Regions from separate parts of the Pan troglodytes genome. Here region 2 is linked to region 1. A link is a contact called in public Hi-C data. All regions are on one chromosome and are shown on one strand. The core of a region is the stretch at or near the end of the contact, and the rest is flanking DNA. Distances in the headings are between cores, read along the strand shown.

What was found. A called contact is a pair of places that touch in the nucleus more often than the background predicts.
Region 2: a contact with region 1 is called in a Hi-C map of induced pluripotent stem cells, with 3 times the contacts expected there. The contact joins two enhancer-like sites. A contact is called at or near these places in 3 of 7 Hi-C or Micro-C datasets (induced pluripotent stem cells and stem cell-derived neural progenitor cells) and 1 of 1 other capture datasets (stem cell-derived neural stem cells).

Annotation. Positions count from the first base shown.
Region 1 is chr14:105,601,352-105,609,002 of NHGRI_mPanTro3-v2.0_pri, reverse strand. No RefSeq gene overlaps it. Among named protein-coding and RNA genes, the nearest start is that of ZIC2, 16 kb to the right of the region's middle. Within about 2 kb of position 4,417, at least 5 of the 24 cell types and tissues checked have an H3K27ac peak or open chromatin away from gene starts, as enhancers often do. A contact at or near this core is called in induced pluripotent stem cells, where this site is marked.
Region 2 is chr14:106,119,987-106,127,637 of NHGRI_mPanTro3-v2.0_pri, reverse strand. The region is part of intron 21 of PCCA (propionyl-CoA carboxylase subunit alpha); the gene reads right to left. Among named protein-coding and RNA genes, the nearest start is that of GGACT, 77 kb to the left of the region's middle. Within about 2 kb of position 4,082, at least 9 of the 24 cell types and tissues checked have an H3K27ac peak or open chromatin away from gene starts, as enhancers often do. A contact at or near this core is called in induced pluripotent stem cells, where this site is marked.

The sequences.
Region 1 (7,651 bases), core at 3,168-5,667:
CGGAGATGGCGCCACTGTACTCCAGCCCAGGCGACAGAGCAAGACTCTGTCTCAAAAAAAAAAAAAAAAGAAAGAAAGAAAAAGAAAAAGAAACAAAGCTTTGGTGCTTAGTGGAGTAATTTTGAAAGTACCATAGTGCCTGATACTGGAAATGATCTCTACCACAACTACTTTGGATTCAAATCTAGGTTCTAAGAAAAGAGAGAGGTATAAGTAAAAATGAAAATATCTGTTTCTATTAAAACCAGTAACAAAATACATTGCAAACCATTTTGAAACCCTTTGAGACAGTACAGCACAGATAATTAACAATAAATACCTCAGAGCTTTAGCATCTCTATATTACCCATACAGTCAACACCAGCTGTAACCAGGAAAAGCAGCAACAATGCACACAGAAGAGATGCCTGACAAGAGGGGGAACACCCAGCAGACCTATCATCAGTGCATGCAGGCCAGGCGCGGTGGCTCACACCTGTAACCCCGGCACTTTGGGAGACCGAAGTGGGTGGATCACCTGAGGTCAGGAGTTTGAGACCAGCCTGGCCAACATGGTGAAACCCCGTCTCTACTAAAATACAAAAATAGGCCGGGTGTGGTGGCATGCACCTGTAATCCCAGCTACTAGGGAGGCTGAGGCAAGAGAATTGCTGGAGCCTGGGAGGCGGAGGTTGCAGTGAGTTGAGATCGCGCCACTGCACTCCAACCTGGGTGACAGAGTGAGAATCTATCTCCAGAAAAGAAAAAAGAAAAAAAACCAACAACAACAGTGCATGCAAACACAGGGTGTGGCAAAATCACCAGAAGAAGGTAAATAGTTGGAGAAGAGGTTTAGGTTTTTGTTGTTGTTGTTGTTGTTGAGAGAGTTTCACTCTTGTTTGCCCAGGCTGGAGTGCAATGGCGCGATCTCGGCTCACTGCAACCTCCGCCTCCTGGGTTCAAGCAATTCTCCTGCCTCAGCCTCCCAAGTAGCTGAGATTACAGGCATGTGCCACCATGCTCGGCTAATTTTGTATTTTTAGTAGAGATGGGGTTTCACCACGTTGGTCAGGCTGGTCCTGAACTCCTGACCTCAGGTAATCTACCCACCTCAGCCTCCCAAAGTGCTAGGATCACAGGCGTGAGCCACCGTGCCTGGGCCAAGAAGAGGTTTAAAATGCAATATACTATTATATACTAAGTCTAGTAGTCTAACAGACTTGCTACTGAAAATACCTGAGATGGCCAGGCGCAGTAGTTCACGTCTGCAATACCAGCACTTTGGGAGGCTGAGGCAGGGCTCAGTCGAGGCCAGGAGTTTGCGACCAGCCTGGCCAACATGGTGAAACCCCGTCTCTACTAAAAATACAAAAATTAGCTGGAAACTGCATGACCCCGGGAGATGGAGGTTGCAGTGAGCTAAGATCACGCCACTGCACTCTAGCCTGGGCAAGAGAGTGAGGCTCCAACTCAAAAAAGAAAAAAAAATACCTAAGACATCTCTTGAACACCTTAGAAATATCCAGATGGGGTTTTACTAAAGGCTGGGGTATCATTTTAAGAAATAGGGCAAGAGCATCGCTAATGCATACAGCAAAACAATCAGGCCTAATTTAACAGTTGGTCAAGGATTGAGAGAGGCTTCAAACCCTTACATTAAGAATGTTGTGGCCGGGCGCGGTGGCTCACGCCTGTAATCCCAGCACTTTGGGAGGCCGAGGCAGGCAGAAGATGAGGTCAGGAGATTGAGACCATTCTGGCCAATATGGTGAAAACCCGTCTCTATTAAAAATACAAAAGTTAGCTGGGCGTGGTGGCTCGTGCTTGTAATCCCAGCTACTTGAGAGGCTGAGGCAGGAGAATTCCTTGAATGAGGGAGTCACAGGTTTCAGTGAGTCGAGACTGTGCCACTGTACTCCAGCTTAGGGACGGAGTGAGACTCCATCTCAAAATAAATAAATTAAAAAAGAAAAAAGAAAAATTGCTGGGGGAATACCACTTAGGAAGTGAATTTGTAACCTGTTCCTTAAGTCCACAATCCAGTCAATTTTTGTTACTACACTGACGATAATTATACTATGAGCATGATGTTTTAAAATCAAGATAGTTCTGACTTTATAAAAGCATTTGGTTATTTTAATAATTGAAAACTCCTACATTTCCCTCTAGTTTAGACATTTTAAAACAGCTAGAAATAGAATGTCCAGAGAAATCTTTCTCAGAATGACAACCAATATGAAAAATATCATCCAATGAACTAAAGCAGGGGAGTACTGCTGAAGTTTAATCTAATTTCCACACAGTATACACCATTTTACTATAAAATAATACTTTGTACTTACCTTCCTCAGAAGAAAACATCCTCCTTCCTCTTCTTCTTATTTTTGAGACAGAGTTTCGCTCTTGTTGCCCAGGCTGGAGTGCAATGGTGCAATCTCGGCTCACTGCAACCTCCACCTTCCAGGTTCAAGTGATTTTCCTGACTCAGCCTCCGGAGTAGCTGGGATTACAGGCATGCACCACCAGGCCCGGCTAATTTCGTATTTTTAGTTAGGGACGGAGTTTCTCCATGTTGCTCAGGCTGGTCTCGAACTCCCAACTTTAGGCAATCCGCTTGCCTCGGCCTCCCAAAGTCCTGGGATTACAGGCGTGAGCCATGTATGGCCAAACCTCCTTATTATTATTTTAGCTTTTTAGGGACGAGAATGAATACAAATGGTTTTGTGGCCCAGATCTCAAATTAAAGCCCAGACCTCAACCCTCTTACTGTCTTTTTTTGCCAGAAGCAGCACTAACCCTCATTCTAACAAGGAGGGAGGGATGTCATAGCAATGTCACAGCAGCAGACACTTTGAGGGAGAAAGACCAGAAAGGAAAAATGGAGAAAGGATAGGAGGCTGAAAGGAAAAGACAGAAAAACAACTCCAGGGCTGGGCACGGTGGCTCATGCCAGTAATCCCAGCATTTTGGGAGGCTGAGGCGGGTGGATCACCTGAGGTCAGGAGTTCTAGACCAGCCTGGCCAACATGGTGAAACTGTCTCTCTTCTAAAAATACAAAAGTTAGCCAGGTGTGGTGTCGGGTGCCTGTAGTTCCAACAACTCGGGAGGCTGAGGCAGGAGAATCATTTAAACCAGGGAGGCAGAGGTTGCAGTGAGCCGAGATTGAGCCACTATATACACTCCAGTCTGGGCGACAGAGTGAGACCTCCGTCTCAAAAAATAAAAATAAAAAATAAGAAAAGGAACTCCAAAATACTGAGTTGAGTATAGACGCTCTAGTATAGAAACTGCAGACCACTGGACCGTCTCTCACGAACTGGTCAAACTCCTCCTGGGCTTTCCTAGACAGGGGTGGGGACAGACTCACGGGGCTGAGCTGAGGACAGAGCCCCACCAGGCGCTGTCAGGGCAGTTTCCCGACCACACGTCCCTGTCCAAAAACAACCGCACAGCAAATGTGGCTGTGCCAAGTCCTTCAGGTATCAGTTAAATCTCCTCCTCTTCTGTATGAATTTGTATTATTTATAAGACACTTGACACACGTTTAAACACTTACATTGCTCCTGCGACTCAGGAAATAGGGCTTGTTCAGCTGAGGGAAAAAAAGCATGTAATGAGGGAGTTAACAAGGGCTGATATATTTTTACAACATTCTTTAAAAACTGAAAAACCTCTTTAAACACCAGGAACAGCTTAAATAATTCACTGTAGGCCTAAGGGGCCCCTGTGGACGTTTCCCCCGCGGGTCCCTTTCTGGCCTCGGCCTCCCCGACTGTCATCCGCCAAGGTGGGCCCGGAGGGCGACGGACTCCAGGCCTCGGTCTCAGCGGTCCTCCGGCTTCCGGGACCCACAGGGGCCCTGGGCTGGGTGGGGGCCAGCCGGACCTGGGGAGGCCGGACCCCGGAAGTGGGTCGAGGCGGGCCGTGCCTTTTGACCCCTGGGTGCGCGGAAAGTCGGTAGCAGGCGGAAGTGCGGCCCTCGAGGCGGTCGCGGCCTGTCGGGGCTTGGAGCGAATGGCTCCAAGGCCGCAGGCTGGGCCTGGGCCGCAGCCGTGGGAAGTCGACGATGCCTGAGGCGCTCTGTCCTCGGCCCACCCTAGGAACTTGTATGACCGCAGGAAAGGATCAGGAGAGGCCGCTGCCCGTCTCCCACCGGCTCTAGGCTCCCTCGGCCGACCGATGTGGGGAAGGGGAAGGGGCCCGCGCCGAGGCTCTAGGGGCGGCTCCTAGGCCGGGTTCTCTGACTTAAGGCCCTCTTGGCTGTGGTTTTGCGGGAGTGAGTTGAGGGAGCTGCATTCACTCAAGTCCCTCACATGCCCGAGGGCCCGGGAATCGTGAAGCCGGGCCTGCGGACCCGGTGAGAGGAAGGAGTGCGAAGCGCGGCCGCCGTGCTCGGCCGGCGCCGGGCTAGGTCGGGCGGTGGGGACCGCGCCGGCGTAGGACAACGCGGTGGAGGGAAGCACCTGCCCCCGCCCACCTTGACTCAGGGCCGCCGCGCCCCTCCTGGGCCATCCGCGCGGGGGTCTCAGGATGGCGAAACCCGGGCCCTCGAGTGCTCCCCTGCCAGGGTGCGACCTAGGTACCCTTTATCGAGCCCCACTCCCCAAGGCAGAGAGAGTTCGACGTTCCCAAGGAGGGAGTCTCCATGGAGGAATTCGTCCTGCTTCACTTCCAGAGTTGAAAGCCCGTCGGTTCTGCAAAGAGGAGCAGTCGGGCGCGGGCTAGCAAGCAGCTGATGAAAATAATTGTCCTCGCACACACAGCCCTGCGCCCAGGGGCGCGCGTGCGCGCACGCACACACACACACACAACTTGCCTCCTCTAGCAGCCCAACCTTAATATTCCGGGCATGCAGTTTTCAACAACTTGCCTGACACAATAACAAAGACATTTAAATGCCACGACGCAGACTTCACTTTTTAACCTGCTGAGAGGAGCTACTTTCAAAGCTTCCCCACCGCGAATAAACTGACAAAAAATATGGGGTGCACTTATAAATTAAACACCTTACCCTCAAAGCAACATACGTTAATCAGGTTTCTAAGGCAATAGCCATCTCTGTCTTTTCCTATTCACCCAAATAATGCCCCCAGAAGGAACCCCTTTACACAAGAGAGAACTGGGAAAAAAAATGAATTATACCCATTGCTAGTAAAAAATCATCTTAAATCAATAGAGCACCACTTGAACTTGAGTTTCTATTGTTTCACTGAATCATCAATGTTTTTAATTAAACAGAGCTACCCTTTCTGTTAAAACATTACATAAAAGGGTTAGGTTTCTACTTTTGTTGAGGCAGCTGGCGTTTGTTGGCTGTTGTGTTTGAGCAACAGACTGTTCAATGGAAGCGAGAAATAGCTCAACGCGCTCTTAATAGACCTGTTTCAACAATGTACCTTGAAAAGGAATACATTGTGTTATTGTGTTAGTTTGCTACAAACCTATTAAAAGAAAAATAGCATCCATCAGGTCTAACAAAACGCATTTGTATTATACGTACTTATCTGCTTCAAATACACGTCTTGGCACAATGTCTAGAATTCAACTAGATCATCAGGAGCTGGGCAGAAGAACACATACCAGTTAGGTAATGATACACGGGCTAAAAATAATAATAAAGGAAGGACTAAGCAGACGGTAATTGCTACTTTTTTGTGTATCATGAGAAATAACAGGCAACCCTACTTCAATTAAAAATATATTGCAAAAGTGTGAACTCCTACGACAAAAACAATTTAAAAAATATTTGTAGCATGGGAATATTGATCCATATCCCATATTTGGAACGAATCTGATACACTTTCGATAGGAATTTGTTTCAGAGAAGGATTCAGGGCAGAAGCGATGCATTTTTAAAGCAGAATTAAAACAGCGCAAAGAGCCCGGCTCTTTAGGGAAATGCGCGAAACAAACAAATCGAAAGCAAGCGTTCCAGCCAAGAGGTTGGGGAGCACCGTTGTCTGGCACTAGGAAAGGAAGTGCTTCTTGAAAGTGCTCTCTTAAAAATGATTTTCCAGACTTATTTTATTGCATTTTAATCACAAAGTGAAACTTAAAGCAAAGAAACAGGACATTCCCGCTACCGAACAGAACCTATCGTCTATTGCAGGAATGACTGCCACTTGGACCACAGACCTTTAGAAAAAACAGAGAGGCAAATGATTAGGCTAATTTAACGCGGAGATCTGCTTAGCAGAAAAGACACCCAAAGTAGCATCTGTCAGAGGAAAACATCTTTTGCTTCCACACAAGGCACTCGACTTGGTTTCCAACCTTGAGTCCTCAACATTCAACTTTCAAGTGCAACAATGTTGGAGGCACAAGAGAATAGTAGATTACCTACAAGTGAACACAATTGTACAGAAAAGAGACTTACATAAGTTACAATGGCACCCTATGTGAGATATCTACTTTAACAAATATGTAGAGCAATATTTTGCCCAATAAAGTCAATCATTTGTTACATTTTTGAATAAGTAAATTATCACATGAAGATTTAGAAAAATGTTACCCTGAAACATTAAACGATAGTTTTGCCATATTACAAAATAGCTATTTTAAACTTTTGTATAAGGCATTTGAAGCCAAATGGCTGATATAACTGTTCTCTTCAGCTGGAACATTTTTTTTCTTCTCAAGAAGGGTGTGTGTGAATGATGCGTGTGCATACTGGAGGTAGTTGAGAAGAATTTGATTAATACATAAGACTTTTCACTAATGTCTCCCCTCTAATCCAAATTTACTTTTTAAATTAATTCACTTGGATTTAAAAACAGAAATGAGATAATAAACCACAAATTACACATTATAAAAATTAGTTTCTCAAATGTATATGATTTTTGGAAGAGTGCATTTTCAAGGTGAGAATTTTTGATGTGTCTGATAATCTGCCAGATATGAGAGGAATGTCACAATAAAATTGGTTTTGCCATGATATGAAATGTTGTTGCTGAAGCTTTATAAAGTCTTTGATTTACATTTAGAACTTTTAGAAATATTTGTGTGTCTGAAGTTGAACTACCTAGAGGGAAATATTCAATCCATTTTAATTTCAAGAGATTGTTCAAATAAACAAAGAATCACCAATGATATCATTTGAAAACCCAGCAAAGGAAGAAGTGTATTTTAGAGGAAGACTGTAATCTGATTCTTTGTTTTGTTCTTGGTCTTTAAAATCCTTGATTCTCCACTTTCGCAAAGAATTTTCAGTAGTATATGAAAGCCAAATATTTTTATTGATCTAAAGTTTAAAAAAGTCCACATAGTATGTACTATAATTTGTCTCCCTTTAAACAATAGGAAGAGTATTATTAGATTACTAGATTACTTTCTATATCCCTCCCAAATTGTTCCTAGAAAGAAACTTCTGATCTGTTAATTTATCATCACTAATATCTAAAAATGTTTTAACCAATCAAATCATAAAAATATTTTTACTGCCATTGATCTTAAGCAGCATCTAATTTGAAAGATTTTACAGAGTACATTTTCAAAGCATCAAGCATCTTTACAGTTTCTTGGTCTGCCTTCAGTAGGTAAATGAGTATCATTTCAGATTTCCTTTCAGCTTCTTTTGCCTTTTAATTCACAAGTATAGAAAATAAGAGAGGTTAATGTTTTTAAACATTTCTGCTACACGCGATTATTTCAGTGCCATTCTCTGGTGTTGTG
Region 2 (7,651 bases), core at 2,833-5,332, 520 kb before region 1:
ATTTTGGGCAAAATAGTATTTAAAATTCCATTTTTTCAGTGACAGAAAATGTTATATTCATGACTGAAAAAGTTGGCTTTTCTTAAAGGCACTATGTAGTCTTTCTGATGTAACAAGATAGTTAGGAAAAGATGCAAGATAATGAGAATGCCTTCTGCACTGAGAGACAATAACATCAAGATGTTATAAACACTGATGGAAAATACACACAGACAAGTATATTCATGGCACCTTCTGTAGGTGGCTCTCAAACAATCGGGCATATTTAGGGCAGTTCAGTGAAGCAGAACATTTCAAAAAAGAGAATTCCTATCCTCTCCGTGAATAAATCTATGAGCCACAATTTGGTCTATCCAAACAGAAAAAAGATAAAATGGTTTGAGGAAGTGTCTCTTGGTGAAATTGGAACCACCACCCGAAGGTTCTGGATCCCTACCAGGTCTGATTTCTCTTGGGTAAGAAAGAAGCAGCAGTGAGACAGCTCCATTTTGTTCAAACAAACCTGCTGTAACTCAAAGCCTCCTGTGGGCATCATGATGGCAGGGATGCAAAAACAAAATATAATTCCCCCTTTAATTCTGCATGGGGACGGCGGGAATCTCTAAGTGCCTCTTCACAGGGCCTACTGAAAGGGGTGGGGGGAGAGCTTTGATGGCCTAAGTTCCAAGTGGATTTGCGACACTGTGACAGGTTGAATAACATCTTTTGCATGTTTCTTTACTCCTGAGTGTGTGTTTTGCAATCAAGACATAGAAGTGTCTGCCAGTTTCTGAAGGATATGATCCTTAAGTGAAATTACAGTGCAAATAAAAGCTTTTTGCTCCTATTAAAATTCATCTGAGTCATAAGTGGTGAGGGAAAAAGCGAGGAGAGTGCACGCTGCTGTCAGTCTAATAAACATTCTGGGCAGAGGGACTATTTATCAGTGAATTGTACCTCCAAGTCCTTCATTAAATCAATGGGGGAGGGTGTGGAGGGACAGAGAGGACTATAATTGGACCAAATTGCACAGTTTTCCTATCTGTGCTGTCTGCAATGGGGGAAAAAATCCAACTCTGATGACTAGAGGCATCAGAGTCAACAAAAAAGTTACTTTTCTAGTTGGTATCGCCCTGAGCTGCGCTTTCTGTGTGACTGACTTACGACGTGCCTTGTTCAGTTTTCAGTGTAGCACACAGATCTATTTTTTTCTTGTTTTGCAGAATTCGACTTCAAAATATGAAGCCTAAATTCAGGAAAAGTATCTTCCTTCACTGAGAATATGATTTACCACATTTCCCCACAGTGGATATACTCCAAAAACTAAGTTTAGTTATATCACAGATCAGCCTGCATATGAACCAAGTGCTAAGACTGTACTTAGCTTCATTTCTCCCCAGAAATTACAAGATTCTGACGAACACTGGATCCTTTTACTATTTTTATAATTTTCATCTTTCAGATTCCTTTCTCTGTAGGACTCCTGCTTTGCTTGGAAAGAGATGTAAAAGAGTCACAAACTCAATGCCTTTAGATGCAGTCTTTGTTACTGATGAGATGTTCCTTTTCCTTTTGTATTTGTTTATTGTTCTTAAATCTGTTTGGGGGATAAGTGACTTATTGTAATAGCAAGTAAAAAATAACAACGGGGTAAACTCCTCCAGAGAGGCCTTGGTGCAAATAGTTGGTTTAGAAATGACCTTTCTGAATATAAAAAGAGAAGACAGAGAGAGATTCTCTTTTTAAGATTACCTTTGATGTTGTCCTGAGCCCGTGAGTGTACCACACAAACACGCCTTCTTAAAACAACCTCTCAGCTGGCCTGTGCTGTGCTGCACAGGGCGCGTGCCGGGATGGGGCCCAAGCGGGGTGCAGCATATGGGCCCATCAGAATGAACTGCCTGGTGAGAACCGTAAAAGCTTTTTGATGCCCCAGAAAAGAAGTCATTTAAGAATGTACACCAGGGCCTTCCAAGCTTCTGATCAAAACTGCTATTTACTAGCATCTCTGGATTCTTTGGGGGCACAGAGAGCCAATGCTTTGTGAGACTTCAGGAATGTGCCCCTACCTGGACCGTGGGGTACAAGCTCGGTTTCACCGTGGGCATTTAACTATTCCTCAAGGGTTGTGCGAAACTCCCTTAGAGAGTTTTGATTTTAAGTTTTTGTGGTTGTTTTCAAGAAGATAAATCACAAAGTTGATGTTTGAGGGTAGGAATCCAAGACTCTGAAGGCTTGTGGACAGGACAGAGTAGTAGGATCCCAGAAGCAGCCAGGTTTTCCCGCTGCCTGGGTAGGATGAGGGAACATGCCAGCGTGGGTGACAGGCAGCTGCCTGTGGGTGGGGCTGGGCTGCCATGGAGCCGGAAGATGACTCGCTCCAGTGAGCTCGGGGCTGGTCAGTGCGTGGAACTTCACTCCGCTGGCTTAGGAAGGTGTTCTCCAGACCACACAGCCAAATGAAAAAAAATGTTCTTGAAAAACAGCTCACCACGTAAGTGAGAACAGAACAGTTGCTCTCTGGCTTGGCCTGGTGGGACTCCTCAACCCACACACGACAGTAATGGGAGGGAATGAGGTGTTATCTAATGACTCAATGACGGAAAGGTGACCCGAGCCCGGGTCTCTAAGCAAATTAATTTTATGGCCTCTACAGTGTGAAACCATGTCTAACAAGAAAATTTCTCCCAAAAGTTTAAAAGAAAGAAAGAAAAGGGATCACAGCTGACATGAAAGGGTCAGGAGGAAGGCCACAAGAGCTGGACAATGACAAGAAACACCAGTGGGATTGTTTTTAAAACTGACACGCAGCTCTTCCGGGGACCTAATGAAAGCCTGGGGGCTGAGAGTGGTTGCTGCAGCAGGAGGCGGCGGCTAGTCACAGTCTGGGTGAGAGAGGGATGTTATCACTGGACCTCATTAAGAAAAGCATCCTGCAACTGGGCATGTATGCCTGCACCCCAGCACCCCAGAAATCAGCACCCCAAAGACAGCAAAGAATGACCCACTTTGAGACACACTCCACTTTCACGGATACACAGAATACCACCCTGGAGGCTTCTGTATTTGTAGAGTACATGCACCTCCTTACAGCATTAAATCCACCCACTTTTTTCCACAGCCTGTAGAAGTAGCAGTAATGTAATTCTGCAGACCCCATGCGCTAAATGTTGCAATGATCCCGAGGTCTGCGGCTGCTCCCAAGGTGAGCGCTTGCAGTTTGCTGTACCGTTTTCAGCTGTGATTTCAAAGCCTCCAGTGCCACTGTCAACCTCCGTTCCTCTTCAAGTGGGCTCACTTCCAGTTTCCATTTATAAGTCATTCTTCCAGTAACAGCTAGGACACGTACAGTTGACTGACTGTTAATGTTCTTTCATGTCCTCAACTGTTGGCCATCTCAGTCAATACCAACTCAAGGGCAGGTGCTATCTTTGACTGTAAATCACTGTGCATCAGCTATCTTGAAGCACTAGCCAAATACTGTCCATGCACCCCTCACTAAGTAAGGAGGCAGACACTTCTTCAAAGATTAGGCTCTCTTCCTAGTCAAGGTTTTACACCTTCTGGCCCCAAAGGTCTCCAACATTAAGCTCTGTCTTCATTTCCGCAGCGTGGCAGTGAGAGCAACACTCAAATATTCCCCTAAAGGTCTACTGTCCTAACTCAGAGCTGGGGAAATAGTGTCAGTGTTTTTAAAGTGATGGAAAGCGCGAAATGCAAAAGTGATGCATCTTTAAAAACACTGGCGTGGCTGAAAAGCAGAGAAAAACTAGATATGAATTAAAACAGTTCAGTGGAATGAGACTTGAAATTCAACCACGTTCTACTCTCCTAAATTCTTTGTAGGGTACACAATTATCACTTGAGGAAAAGCAGAGCAAGGTTCGGAGCCATACAAAATAATTTCCCTCTACTTCTGCCCAGGGCCCAATCGCCTGATATCTGAGCTACACCACCACCACCACAAATCTCCAAGACACAACAGTGACAATACACAGAATTGAAGCCTACGGCCGTCCTTCCTTTGGAGGTGCAGCCCAGGCAAAGGAGCGGACATGGACAGGCAGCAGCTAAGGCGCAGGGCCAACCACAGCCTCCTACAGCTGCAGTCGCTGGAGCAGCCTGTTAGCATAATGCTGTGACAACTCCATCAGTGCAGTCTCAAGGTAGCTGTCAATCAGGATGCATCATTTAATCCAACAGCACTCGGAGGACTTTCTCCTACAACCCACATGACAGCATATCTACAGCTCTATTTATATCAGCGCCCAGTTGTGTTTACAATGTTGTTGTAATTAGAAAAGATGCAACAGGCAGCAATATTATTGAGATTTCCATTTTGTAGTACTGCCCTGTAAAGTGTGATCTTGCTTCACAGAGTCATGCTAAATGACAAAAGGCTATTTTCTTCAATCTCCCAGCTCAGACAGCACTTCATTTGCAGCTATCTATAATTAGATTAATGGTGTAGTGTGGTACAAAGCAGGCCCACTTCACATCAGATAGCATATGAATTAGGACAAACACTTATTTCAATTCCAGGCAGAGAAAGCAATGACTGGGGTATTTAGCATACCCTTTATGGTGGAATGAGATGTTAATTGTGTACCATTACCTCTAAACTGCTTGCTTGTTGTATAAATCACTGTGCTAATTGATGCAGAGATAGAAATGTAGCCACAGGCGAGAAAGCAAAGGAATGAGAGCTGAAGATGGTGGATAAAGGATTATCGAGTAAAACCATATGGAGATGAGGTTCCTTTGAAACCTTTGCTTTCTGCCCATGAGCAGGATTTCTTCATATACAGCAAAACTCTGATACAAGAAAAATTAATTTTACATTCCTTTTTAAAAACACAAATTCCTTGTAGAAGTTCCGGCTGCCAGAAATCCAAATAATAGGTATGTGGAATTCATCTTAATATACATCTATAAAAACATGGAATGTGTAGTTTTCAATAGTCAGAGCTCCTCATCTGGGTTTTCGGCTCATGGGTTAATAAATAACACTTGTAAACTATACCTGAAGCAGATGTTTCTGACCCATCCACAGGGCAAAAACAAATTCTTTCCCAAGGCTTGAAGTTGTTCTTTTAGACAAAAAAAAAAAAAAAAAAAAAAAAACACAAAACACAAAACAAAAAACCCACACCACCACTATGCTGGCTTAGTCTGTTATAGACTCTAATTGTGTAGAAACATTTATTCAGGATGTGAATCCAACAGAACAGAATCATTTTCATCTACCATTAAAACAACGATTTTAACACCATCACCCAAACACTGAAATCTGACTATTCCAACTTGAGATATTCTTCCTTGTTTTTCTAAAGCTAGCAAAAAATAAAAAATAAACAGAAGCAAGTAGTAATTTAAAAGCTTCCGTTTTAAAATCTCTGAATGTTACTCTTCCCTTTTAAAATGTCTTGTTCTGCACTCAACAACTCTTAATAGGGTAAAAACGAGTGTCTCAAAAGCGCACATATAGAAATCAAATGTTATGTCCCACAAGTCAAACCGTCCGTGATCCACAGATAAACGTGCCCCTGGAAGTTCATCATCAAGTCCATGTGTCCTGAGTACATGCTCACGTTTTCTCACTAGCAAGGCAACACTGAGGCGCAGATTAGTGCTGTGGACCTTCTCACAAATTCAGCTGCTTAGTAATTAGCACTGTTACAACATTTTACGCAGAGAACAAACGCATAGGGTCAGTTAGCAGCTCCAGTTCTCAGCGTCACGGTAACAGTTAACATATCCGTCTACTGGCAAGTGCACATTTGAGAAACACTGTATCTTTCAGCGTTGTGAAATATGAACACCACACTAACTTGCAAGAAAATAAAACAATGTTTCAAGAAACTAGAAAGTCTAGTTCAAGTTACCAGGACTGAAACTTGGGAGGGGAAAGTCCAGAGCTGCTTTTTTGGGGGCCACAGCTGTCACCTTTCACTGTACAGAGTGGCCCTTATTATACGTCTGACTGCTGAACTAAGGACACCTGGATCGCAACTACAAGCGTTTACGGCTTAGGTTATTATGCTAAATAATATTAAAAACAAACAAAATCCACAAAGAAACATCAAGGACTCTCAGGATGGAAACCAACGTCAGCACAATAAATAGCGTGAACCCCCCACCCCAAGCATCAAGGCAACATAAATAGAAAGGAGAAAAGATGTGGCAACAGTGTAAAGCCCTGCCTCCTGGTCATTAATCACTTGTTTAGACCTTTTTAAACTAGAGCCTTACAGCCTGCAGCCAAAACCAACATGCCTCAGTGAAGTTCGTGTTAACAGAAGAAAATATATGGTTTCTGACATTGCATCCCAGTTCCTCAACATTTGCTCCAACTGAAAAAGGCAGTTAAACACAAAGTAAATCATCCAGTTAGCCTGGCTGTTTAGTGACACACAATTGATAATGTCAATACATTGCAGCGACATAATGCGTCACTTTCAACACTCGTCCGCTGCCATTTATGAATCAATCTGTACTCAAGGTTTTGTTGTGTTACTGGTAGGTGGTTCTTGGAGTTAAGTCGTTTACTGGACCAATGAATGTGCCACAAGGAGGCTCAACGGCAGTGAGCAGCAATCTCATTTTTCGAGGGAAAAATTAACACAAATAGGAGTGGGAAGAAAATCCCAACAAAACAGAAGAATAAAAATATCTGAAGCCCATTCAGCAACTCATTTTTCAAACATCCTGCAAAAATGGGGAGGGTTTCCTTAGAGAAAAGAACCATCTTAAGGCTAATCATCAACAGCACTGAAGGAATGGGTAAGACTGTGTGTATCTCGGGCTTGCTTCCGAAACATGATCTCTCCTCTGGAGGGAAGAATATGGGGTTGTCAATAATACAAAAATCTAGCCTCATCCTTTGTTCTGTCTTGTTTTTGTAACTGGAAACACAAGGCTCATTCCAGTTATACTGTCCTAAGATGAGCAACTTAAAAAAAAATAGTGCCAAAAATTAAATTGAAAATTAAACACTAGGCTGGGTGCGGTGGCTCACACCTATAATCCCAGCACTTTGGGAGGCCAAGGCTGGAGGATCATGAGGTCAGGAGTTCAAGAACAGCCTGGCCTACATAGTGAAACCCCATCTCTACTAAAAATCCAAAAAATTAGCCAGGCGTGGTGGCGGGCGCTTGTAATCCTAGCTGCTCGGGAGGCTGAGGCAGAAGAATCGCTTGAACCTGGGAGGTGGAGGTTGCAGGGAGCCGAGATCGCGCCACTGCACTCCAGCCCAGGCCACAGTGCGAGACTCTGTCTCAAAAGAAAAGAAAAGAAAAGAAAGAAAATTAAACACTAGACCCAGCACTCAATAACAGAGAGGATTTATTTCTTCCCTTGTGTTGCACTGAGGTTACCTTGTAATCTGAATCACTCGTATCATAAGAGAGGCCTAAAACTGATGTGGCGGGAAAAGAGCTAGCGTCTAGGAAGCTGCCCCATTCCTAGTCTTCTAAGAATTCCGAGGCGGTCTCTGATGGGCAGGAGGGCACTGAGAAGTCCTCAGTGGGTTTCCCAAGGAGCAAGTCTGTTAATGACAGCAGCCTCCCTGGAGCGTGGCGCCATAGTGCCATGTGTGCAGGTGTGCCCATGATAAAGGGGGCCCAGCCTCTGCCTGGCCCAAGTGCCCCCAAGCTGTCTAAAATATGCCACA